Regions from separate parts of the Mus musculus genome. Here region 2 is linked to region 1. Evidence: chromatin contacts called from public promoter capture Hi-C data. All regions are on one chromosome and are shown on one strand. Each heading gives the region's core, a stretch centred on a gene start, on an enhancer-like site or on the middle of the called end of the contact. The rest is flanking DNA. Distances are from core to core; before and after follow the strand shown.

Region 1 (5,138 bases), core at 1,001-3,500:
GGCGAGGGAGCCTCGTGACTCTGAGCTGTTCCAAAGAGCAGAAGAGTTAAGGGAAGGGCGGGACATTGGCGGAAGAGAAAGACTCTGTTCAAATAGGTTTTATTTCTGATGGGAGGGACCCAAAGCACAGTTGCCCTTTAGGGTCAAGTTTCTTAGTTTCTCAGAAATTGTGACGGGAACATCACCAGAAATCTGTGTGTCTGAGATTTGCTTTCATTCAGGGCCAATGGACAGCTTCACAAAATAGGTGCCTAGAGAGTTCTGGGAGAAAGGCATGGTGGGTGAAACCCTTGACACACAGCCATGAAGACCTAGGTTGAGTTTCCCAGCACCTATGCAAAGCCAGTCATGGTAGCAAAATGTCTGTAGACCCGGTGATTCTGTGGCAAGATGGGAGATGGAGACAGAAACATCCCAGAACTGCACAGGCCAGCTAGCTTGATGTATGCAGAGGAGAGGGGGCCCTGTCTCCAGCAACGTGGAAGATGATACAGGTACAGAAAAACAAGAAGCCTCAATGACGATGTCTTCAAATGCCAGCCCCTGCAATTCTACCCCTATACCTGCCTGCCTGTTTGTTGGGGTGGCCAGAGGCAGGGTACAGGGGTTAGGCCCTTTCTCACTCCAGCATCAATCTGAATAAACAGTTTCTCTCCTTTCAACTGTCAGATCCAAAAGGCTCTCAGGACAAATGGCTACATGTTGTGCCTATTAACCTAGAAAAGGGCAGATGCTGGCCTCCTTCTGGCTCGCCAAGTCTCACAAGTATATACTACCACATCCATGCTGGGACATTGGCTCTTCTCAGCAGTTCTCAAAGGGGCCCAGGGGATGGGTGCGGGGGATGATGGAGGTGGAGTGGATTAGGGGGATAGGGAGGGTGAGGGGCTGAGAGGGTGGAGATGCACTGAGATACACTATACTTCTGCAGCTCCTGTGTCTCCCATTCTCCAGATTCTCTTTCTCAACAACCTCACTCTTGTCTCTCTCCCTTGTTTTGTTTTGTTTTCGGGTTTTGGTTGTTTGTTTTCTCTGGTTTTAGCCTGCACATTGCCTTTCAGGCTCTACTTCTTCACCCATGGTGGGTGACTGGCTGATCCTGAAAGGGGAAGCAAGGTGTGAAAGGCTAGGAGTCTAGGAGACCTCAGTATCTCTGAGCACAATGAATATGACACTGGGGAGACAGCTTCGGTGAGCCAGCTTATTTCATGGTGGAAACAATCGCTATGTAAACCTTTAGAGGATGGGTAGGGATCCTGGGTGAGTGTACATCACTGGGTGTGGCCAGGGTATGCGGGATGACTGATTGGAATAAGAAGAAATTCCAGGCGCTGCAGGACAGGACATTATTAAGGGGAGAATTAGTTTAACCTGGCTACTAGGCTCTATGACCTCCTCTGGGGGGCAAAGGTTGGGGAGCAGGGCTACCTGTGCTGGAATATGCAGGCTCAGAGTGGGGTGGGGCGCAGAGGGGATGACCCGACTCCTGCAAATCTTAGGACGGAATTTCCAGGGTTTCAACATGCCCTGACCCCACTCTTTCTCCAGGGTGTTACCTGCTCCCAGGTTCCACGGCCCTCCAGCCCCACAGCACTCTCTCTGTCGTCCTTTCTCTTTCTCTCTTTCTCCTCTCATGGCCAAGTCCAGCCTACTGTTCATGTTAAATCTACTTCCCGCCTACCCCCCCCCCCCCCCGTGCATTCTACACTCATTCAGATGCCCCTGGCTGTACTCTTTATTATATCTATAACACAAACTTCCTGTTCAACCACACCTTGGAGGGGTGATGTCCTCAGTTCAGATATCACCATGCTCTCTGAAGAGGACCCTGGCTGCCAGTCCTCTCTGCCTTGCACGGGTGTGGAGACCACGCTGAGTTCACAATGAATCTGAAAGACTGCACATGACAGAAGCTTAATGAGACTTTCAGTATCTGTATCCACCGACATTTGCTGAGGCCTCAACACCATTTAAGGTCAAGCTAGGAACACAGATGTGTTTTCTTCCTTCCTTCCTTCCTTCCTTCCTTCCTTCCTTCCTTCCTTCCTTCCTTCCATCATTCCATCATTCCTTTCACTTTTTCTTTCTTTCCCCTGCATTCCAACTGCAAAACCCATGACTAGTAAACTTTGTTGTTGTTGTTGTTTTTTTTTTTTTTTAGCTCAGGCTGTCCTGGACCTCACTCTGTATATCACCCTGGTCTCCAACTCACAGCGATGCGCCCGCCTCTGCCTCCCGGGTGCAGATTAAAGTCTGCACCCCCACCTGGCCTGGAAACCCATTATTAAGAAACCTCCCTGACAGTGTTTCCTCTTGTGTAATCTTAGATGGTCCACCTGCTTGTGAGTTTCCATCTCATGATGCTGTCTTACACACGTTGATTGTGGTTTTTGAGTTCAAAACCTGCTCCCCCAGAAGAGTAAGGGTTGCAGTGGCAGCAGCTGCATCTGTGTTGTATCCCTGACTGCTCAGTTTGCTGTTCAAATCAACAAAGTTTCTCTGGTTAAAGAACAACAACAACAACAACAACTTGGTGTGTTCCTGTTGTTGGATTTTCACCAGACTCTCCGCACCATCGCACACCAACATTTTGGGGGTTTGTCCAGGATCCAGAGCCCTGATACAGAAGTGCAATTTTTTGAATTGGCAACTTCAGGGGAAACACTGGAGGTGAGTCTGGTTTTGATGGGGGAGGGGGGTGTCTCGTTTGTCTGTTTCTTCTATCAGTCCCTTTGTCACATTTAGACATTCTGTGTTTGTTAGTGTCTGGTCTTACATTCATTTCTCTGTTCACTGTCTGTGTCTTCTTGGTCCTGGATTCTAAGACAGAACAGAAGCAATTCGCCACCCAGTCCTCTCTTGAGCTTCTTCATCATTTTAAGGAATTTTAGAAGAAACTTCTCCATCTGGTAATAAAGTCTACCCTGACAATCTTGTGACATTCTGTCATCTCAAACGGCCCACCTTCAGGATAGACTGGTGCCCAGGGGGTACTTTCAATTTAACTGTGGTTTACTGCACACAGGCTGTCAACTTTGCATGATAAGGACATTCTGGCCAAGGCTCCTACTTCAAGGCTTGGTGATGTCTTGTGGAAGAGCTACTTGAATGGCTCAACTCTCTCTTGCTGGAGTCGAGCAGCGCCTCTTAAGTCCTCCCCCTCAGACCCAAGTCTCAGAGGGATGAGAGGGAGATTCCTGGTCTCCCCTCCATGGACAAGGACACACCTCCTCACTAACATTGTCCCCTCCATTGCCCAACCTTTCACACGACTCATGGATCTCTTCCTACTTCTGCTATCCCTGTCGTGGAGCTCCACCTCTAACTCCTTCTTCCCAAGTCCCCATTACACCAGGACCGGTTCCAGATATTGAAGAGATCTTAGTGAGGAAGACCACTTCTGGCAGAGTCCCCACCTTAACTCTATGTAAGGTGTGGACACTCCCCATGGCCCCGAGATGAGGACCCTCCCATGGGCCCCGAGATGAGGACCCTTTCATGGTTTAAAACAGCCTCTTGACCTCTATCCTCAAAGAATCTGAATCCTTCTTTTTCAGAGAAACTCCAGGGTTTAACTTTTCTCTTGGAGACTATACCCATCAGCCAACTTGGGATGACTGTCAACAACTCCTGAGATGTTCTTTTCCTCACAGGCCTGGGAATGCATCTTCTGGGAAGCCAGGAAATTGCTTCCTAGTGACAACAGTCACCCTTCATATGCCCAGATTGGAACCCTAATGAGGCAGCAGGTAAGCAGCCCTTTAAGGTCTTTCACCAGACTCTTGGGAGTACTACAAGCAGCTGTCTGCTGGCCTACAAATTTGCCAAAAGTTAGTCAGGTTATTCAGGAACCCAAGAAGTGTCCTTTGGACTGTGATCTCCCTGGAATGCCTCACGGAAGCCTGGTGGACTTATATCCTGATAGATCCCAAAGCATAAGGAAACAGGAGGGCCATGAATACTGCCTTTTTGGCCCAGTCTGCTCCTGATAATATTGATTTTATGGCCCATTCTGACCTTGATAATACTGCCTTTATGGCCCAGTCTGCCCCTGATATCTGAAAGAAACTTCAAAGACTGGAGCACTTTGGAGGAGAAAACTTGTCTAAGTTGGCTGAGGTTGTGGCTAGAGTCTTTAATAACAGGGACACCCCAGATGAATGGCAGATGAAACACATGGCTCAAGCTATGTTGGCTGGGAACTAGAGGGTCCATTCCTAGGTTCAGATTTAAAAGGGAACAGGCCGTTGATAATGGCAAGAGAAGGCTGCCACTGGCCACCTGCAAGAAAAACCAATGAGTCTACTGCAAAGAATTAGGACACGGGAAGGAAGAATGACTCAGCTCTAGCGAGATCAAGGTCCCAGGATTGGACAAGGACCAAGTAGGTCATGGCTCAATCTCTTCCCTCCCTTAGCCCATGGTAACCTTGAAAGTGGAGGAAAAACCAATGGACTTTCTGGTAGGCATGGAAGCCAACTGAAGGAACCAAAGTGACTCCTAGCCACGAGATGCAGCCTGGTGCTAAACAATACCCCCAGTACAAGGAAATGCCATGTCAACCTCGAAAAAGGTACTGTTTCACACTCCTTTCTAGTTATCCCTGAATGCCCCAACACCCTCTTGGAAAGAGACTCGTTACACATACTTTGGGCTCAGATTGCCTTTAATGATGAGATCATTAAAAACAGGATGGGCAACCGAGTTGAGACGTGAGCTACCCTTCCCTTAGCTGAGGAATATCCTGACACCTCCAATCCCACTCCCCCGTGTCAGTCTGCCCTCCCTGATATGATAACCTATTGGACTATTTGCTAGACAGGTTCCCCAGGGGCTGAGGCAAAGCCAATCCTCGTAGACTTGCCAGCAACAGGTCTCAGTCCTCATTCAACACAAGGCTTTGGTAGAGCCTATATGGGGGTGCCAGTACCCTATGAGCCTGGAAGCCTGACAAAGAATCATAATTCATATAGACAGACTGAGAGAACTGGGACTCCTATAGGTCCCTGCAGGAACACTCCACTGTTTCCTGTATGGAAACCAGGGACAAAAGATGCCTGGCCAGTCCAAGACTTAAGGGATGTCAACAAGTGTGGAAGACATTCACCCCACAGTCCCTAACTCATATACATTGTTGA
Region 2 (5,310 bases), core at 55-2,554, 91 kb after region 1:
GGGTTTCTTTGTGTAGCCCTTGCTGTCCTGGAACTCATTCTGTAGCCCAGGCTGGCCTTACAAAAATACCACTGCCTGTCACTGTCCATGGTTTTTGAAAACTTAACGTGAAATAATTTACCTGTAAGGGGGTCTGCGTTTCTCCCCCGCGTATTGGAAAAGATCATCTGTGAAAAACTTGGGCACCTTGTAGTCTTCCAAAAGTTTCCTTCTTTTGGGGTGTTCGCCATAGCTGCTATCGAAGATGTAAAGGGGACTGTCATCGCGGGTGCTCTCCATGTACTCGATGTAGTACTTCATCTTCATCTTAACCGAGTAGCCGTCATTATCCTCGCCGCACTTGAACTTCTGGTTCCGGTATTTCCTTTTGAGGCGCTCCAGAGTCCATTTCTCCTGTGCGGACCAGCCCTCTTGTGCATTGAGCAGAACCACGGGCTTGTAAGGCCTCTCGTAGCGCTCCACGAACTCTTTCACCGACAGCTGTAAGGCATCAGCTCTCTCCACGTTATCCTGCGGGAACAACAAAAGACCTGTCCCGTTAGGACACTGGAACAAGTCCAGTGGCGGATAAAGGTGTCCCACAGGGCCAATTAGCAAAGACACCCGTGAGCAATGGCACACACGAGCAAGGAACGAGCGAGCCTCTGCTCCTCCAGGGGGCCGGAGGGACGGAAGGAGGCCCACGTGCGTGCGGGCGAGCACGTCGCACCCGGAGCCACCCCTTCACGGGAGGGAGGGGCCCGAAGCTCCCACGACCGAGCGAGTTTTGACAGCCGGGCTGCGGGGCCCCATCGGGGGACCAGCGGCCCTCGGAAGGCGGGCAGCCGTCGTGTGGGGTCCCGCGCCCCGCTCACCGGCACGGCCGCGGGGTTCAGCGGGTAGCTCTCGTAGTAGTTGTGCCGGGTCCAGTCGAGCGAGTCCTTGAGCTCCGGCCGCGCACTTCGCTTGGCCTCGCGGATGCGCTTCTTGCTCTTGTGGTTCATCGTGAGCCGCTCGCCGTCCGGTTCCGCCCCGACCCCGACGCGGCTCGCGTTTCCTGCCACCAAACGCGCCCTCCCTCCCTGGCTGGCGCGGCCCCGAGACGCCCTTCGCTCCGGCCCGGCGCCTTTAAAGTCGCCTTCCAGAAGATTCACTCCTCAGCCGCCACCGGAGCTTTGGGTTGGGCGAACAGCGGCCTTCCTCCCCGCCCCACCGCCTCATGCGGTCCGCCATTGGCCTCAGCGACCTGCCAGACCCGCCTTCATGCACGCCAATTGGGCGCCATGTTGGGAAGGTCGCGTCGCCGACGCCCTGCCCCTCCCTGCTTTGGCCTACGCAACACTTCCGTCTGCGCGTCGCTTCCCTGCGGTCTCCTTCCGGCCGGGCCCGCTGCGGCCTCCGGCTTCCTGTGTTTGCCATGGACAGTGTCCGGCCCCGCGCTCCTTGGGCACCGCCTCCTGACCCGGCGTCCCTGGACTCCCCTACGTGCGAGCCCGGCCTCATGGCCGGGACCCAGCTCTTTCGGTTCCGGGAGGAGCCAGTTCCCGGAGGCAATCGGGCGGTGCTGGAGGTCCGCGTCCCGCAGGTGCGTGCGGCGGCACCCACGTGGGAGCCCCCTGTTTGGAGCGGGAGTGGGTTGTCCTTCAGTTCTCGGCTTCGTTCATTAGCACCAGGTCTGGTGTGAAGCCCGGTGAGGGGTTAAGTGCGCTCCAGTGACACATTTAGGGACAGTGCCAGGAAGTTCACTGAATTCCACCAGGAAAGTGGCTGTCTTGTCCTGTGATGCTAACTTTGTACTCTTTTGAAAGCATCTGTCAGTATATCTAACACGGCCTGCCCCCCTCCCCACCAAACCTCCGGGTACTCTTGATTGAACCTCTGCCTGTTAGGCAAGTGCTCCGCCACTGAGTGGTAGCCCTAACTCTCTGTTTTATTTCTGAGCTCAGGCAGGCTTTGAATTTGAACCCCCGTTTCCCGCTTCTTAGGGTTAGGAGTGTGCGCCACCATGCTGGCTTAAACAGTGCCGGGGCTCGAATCCAAGATCCATACACGATAGATGATAGTTGTGCTTTTGAGTTTATCCCAAACCCCGTAATCTTTGCTGTTTAAATTTTGGGACCAGGGATTCCTGTCTCCAACACCCCAATAAAATTTTATACATCGGCACTGGCTTGTTCCCTCCGAGCTCATAGCTACTCTAAAACTGACTAACTCTTCCCAGGTAGTCGGGTTTTACAAAGGATTTTCGTGTTGTAATGTAGGCAGCTGGACCATAGGTAGGTAGGTGTCCCTGGCAATAGTAAGGGGAGCAGAAGGTATAGCCTTCTGCTATACAATGCTGCCACCTGTAGCAGTCCTCGTTTGTTTGTTTTTTTTCCCAGACTTCTACACAAGTGAAGCAGAGATTTTGTTTTGAGACAGGGTCTCTCTATGTATCCCTGGTTATTGTGGAACACATTCTGTGAACCAGTCTGGACTCAGGGTTCACCGTGCCTCTGCCTTTGGAGTGTTGGGATTAAAGGTGTATTCCTCCGCCCTCCCAGCAGCCTCTAACATTAGAGAAGAGATTCTTGGCTGTGTACTACAGAGAAATATTTCAGGACAAATAAGCGTGAAGCAGAGTTGGAAGATACTAATAACCTGGATCTTTTTAAGTTTGGGCATTAATAGACAACTAGGAAAAGGACAAGAAGGCATGGGGTACAGACTTCATAAGTCAGAATACTGCACTTGAGTGTCTTAATAGCCATATGAATGATTTGGTAACATCTGGAGTTAAATTGTTTAAGGAATTTTTTTGTTTGTTTGTCTTGTTTTGTTTTTCGAGACAGGGTTTCTCTGTATAGTCCTGGCTGTCCTGGAACTCACTTTGTAGACCAGGCTGGCCTCGAACTCAGAAATCCACCTGCCTCTGCCTCTGCCTCCCGAGTGCTGGGATTAAAGGCGTGCGCCACCACGCCCGGCTGTTTCAGGAATTTCTAAGAAACTTGTTTTAGTAAATAAAACCATAGAACATTCTGGTTTGAAATATGTCAATATAAAGAACTCTGCTCCTCTGTAGACAAATGTCACGGTGAATTTTGTTAGTTGTACTAAAATTTGATCCTCACTTGGTGAGAGACTAGTCTTAGGGATGAGATCTTGACTTTCCCATGTCCTCCTTGTTTTTAGTTTGTCCTTTCTCAGCAGGTCAGTGTTACAGGGGAAAACACATAAGAGGCAGACCAAAACAACTTGTTTCTGTAGCTTCCAAATGTCTTCATGTCAAAAACTCTTGAATTTCCTTCCAAATTTAGGGAGTAAAGACACTCAATATGAGTAAAGAACCCCGGGGTTTTTATACACAAATCTGCATTTCTTCTAGAAACATCCTTCTCTGGGCCTTTATTGTACTCAAAGCCTAATCCATTGTGTTATAGACATATGTTAAGTCAGGGTCTCATGCTTAGGTACTGATATTTGTTTTTTGAGACTGGATTTCATTATGGAGTTCTGGCTGGCCTGCCCACTTGTGCCTTTCAAGTGTATTAAAGCCATGCACCACCATCCCCTGCTTTATTTTTTTATTTACAGATTAATTTTTTGCTGGAATTGATGGCCCATGCCCTTAATCCCTCCTTTAATCCCAGCATTCAAAAGGCAGAGGCAAGAGGATCACTGGAGTTTGAGGCCAACATAGTCTGCACAGTCACAACACAGTGACTTCCTCTCGAAAATGAAGAGTGGGAAGCTTTGAACTGCTGAATCTTCCATCTGGTCTGTATTTTTGCCCCGGGACTTCATTTACATCAAGTGCATAAGTACAGTAAACAAAACAATGTTTCTCTGGCTTTTTCCATCATTCATTTTCTAGTGTTCTTCATTCTTCTTGCCTCCACCCCTCAGTATTACGTTCCCTCTCTGCTCCCCAAATAAAGTTTATTTTTATGTTTCTTGTTCTTTTTTGAATCAAAGTCTATGCAATCCTGGCTGACTGAACTCATGGAGATCTACCTAGCTCAGCCTCTCAAGTGTTGAGATTAAAGGGGAGTATCACTGCATAGGCTTTTTATGCTTATAGGTATTTTGCCTGTATGTATGTATGTCTGAGCACCACCTATGTGTGTCCTCAGAGGCCAAAAAGGGCTATTAGGTCACTTGGAACAGAAGATCCAGATGTTCGCTGGCTGCCATAAGGGTGATGGAAATTGAACCCTGATCCTCTGGAAAAGCAGAGCTCTTTCCAATCCCTATTATTGTTATTTTTAAGTAGGGTTATGACATTTTGGCCTGACTGGCCTTGAGTTTGGGGCCCTCCTGTCTGCCCCCCTTCCTTCCAGTGCTGGAGTGACCAGTGTTTACCACTATACCCATCCATGTGCCGTTAGTGGACTGATGAGTAAACTCAGTCCCTAGAGTAAATTTGGCCCTCTCTTTCTTTTACAGCTTTGATAAGCTTTGCCAAAGCTAGTCTATCAGGGCACCCCTTCTTCCAGAAGACAGGCAGAAGGCTTATATTTCTGTTGCTAATATTCAGTGCTTTGTGCCTGGCATTGCATATTAACTACCCTAGGGAGACAGTGTCTGTAGTTGAGAGACTGAAGCCCTGACAAGTAGGTCATGTGACATTACACATCTGGATCTGGAGTAGTTGGTGGGGGAGGCTCATTGTGGAAGCATATTTTTCCTCTAAATGCTCCCCAGATTCTAATTGTTTGTTTTTACACAGAATCTAGAAGTCTAGTTCTGGCTGGCCTTTGATTTGTATGTAGTCAAGGTTGGCCTTGAACTTCTGACAATGCTCCTTCCTCCTATATGATAAGATTAGAAGTGGGAACCACATTCTGAAAGTTTTTTTTTTTTTTTTTTGGTTTTGTTTTTCGAGATAGGGTTTCTCTGTATAGCCCTGGCTGTCCTGGAACTCACTCTGTAGACCAGGCTGGCCTCAGAACTCAGAAATCCGCTTGCCTCTGCCTGGCAGATTTCTGAGTGCTGGGATTAAAGCCGTGCGCCATCACGCCCGGCTTCTCTTTTTGTTTTTTAAAATTCAGCCCCACACATGCCCCCTCCTGAGGGACATGCAGTCAGGCATGAGTTGAAAGACTTCCAAGATTTAGGAATGAGATAGGATAGGGACATGGGTCAGATGGAACAGGGTTTCTCTAGCACATATGTAGGTCTGGGTTTGATTCCCAGCACTTCATAAAATTGGGTGTTGGCACTTAGCTGCAGTCCTAGTACTTAGCAAGTAGAGCCAAGAAGATGAAAAGCTTATGGTCATCCTAAGCTACACAGTGAGACCAGCCTGAGCTACAGGAGACCACTGCCTTAAAACAATCAGAGCTACACAGA

Evidence for each region. Capture Hi-C pulls out chosen DNA fragments and counts their contacts.
Region 2: a contact with region 1 is called in a promoter capture Hi-C map of adipose tissue. The contact joins the promoter of Mettl23 here to the promoter of BC018473 in region 1. A contact is called at or near these places in 1 of 39 promoter capture datasets (the 3T3-L1 cell line), 5 of 115 datasets of contacts at active chromatin or transcription factors (the HPC-7 cell line, bone marrow-derived macrophages and embryonic stem cells) and 2 of 9 other capture datasets (adipose tissue and liver).

The regions. Positions count from the first base shown.
Region 1 is chr11:116,749,917-116,755,054 of GRCm38.p6, forward strand. BC018473 (cDNA sequence BC018473) reads left to right here and starts at 2,251. Exons shown (of 4, transcript NR_003364.1): 1 at 2,251-2,670; 2 at 3,654-3,749; 3 at 4,418-4,573. It also overlaps Gm11735.
Region 2 is chr11:116,842,211-116,847,520 of GRCm38.p6, forward strand. It overlaps Mettl23 (methyltransferase like 23), which reads left to right and starts at 1,305. Exons shown (of 5, transcript NM_028865.3): 1 at 1,305-1,564. The coding sequence starts at 1,397. It overlaps Jmjd6 (jumonji domain containing 6), which reads right to left and starts at 1,239. Exons shown (of 6, transcript NM_033398.3): 1 at 855-1,239; 2 at 122-510. The coding sequence starts at 983.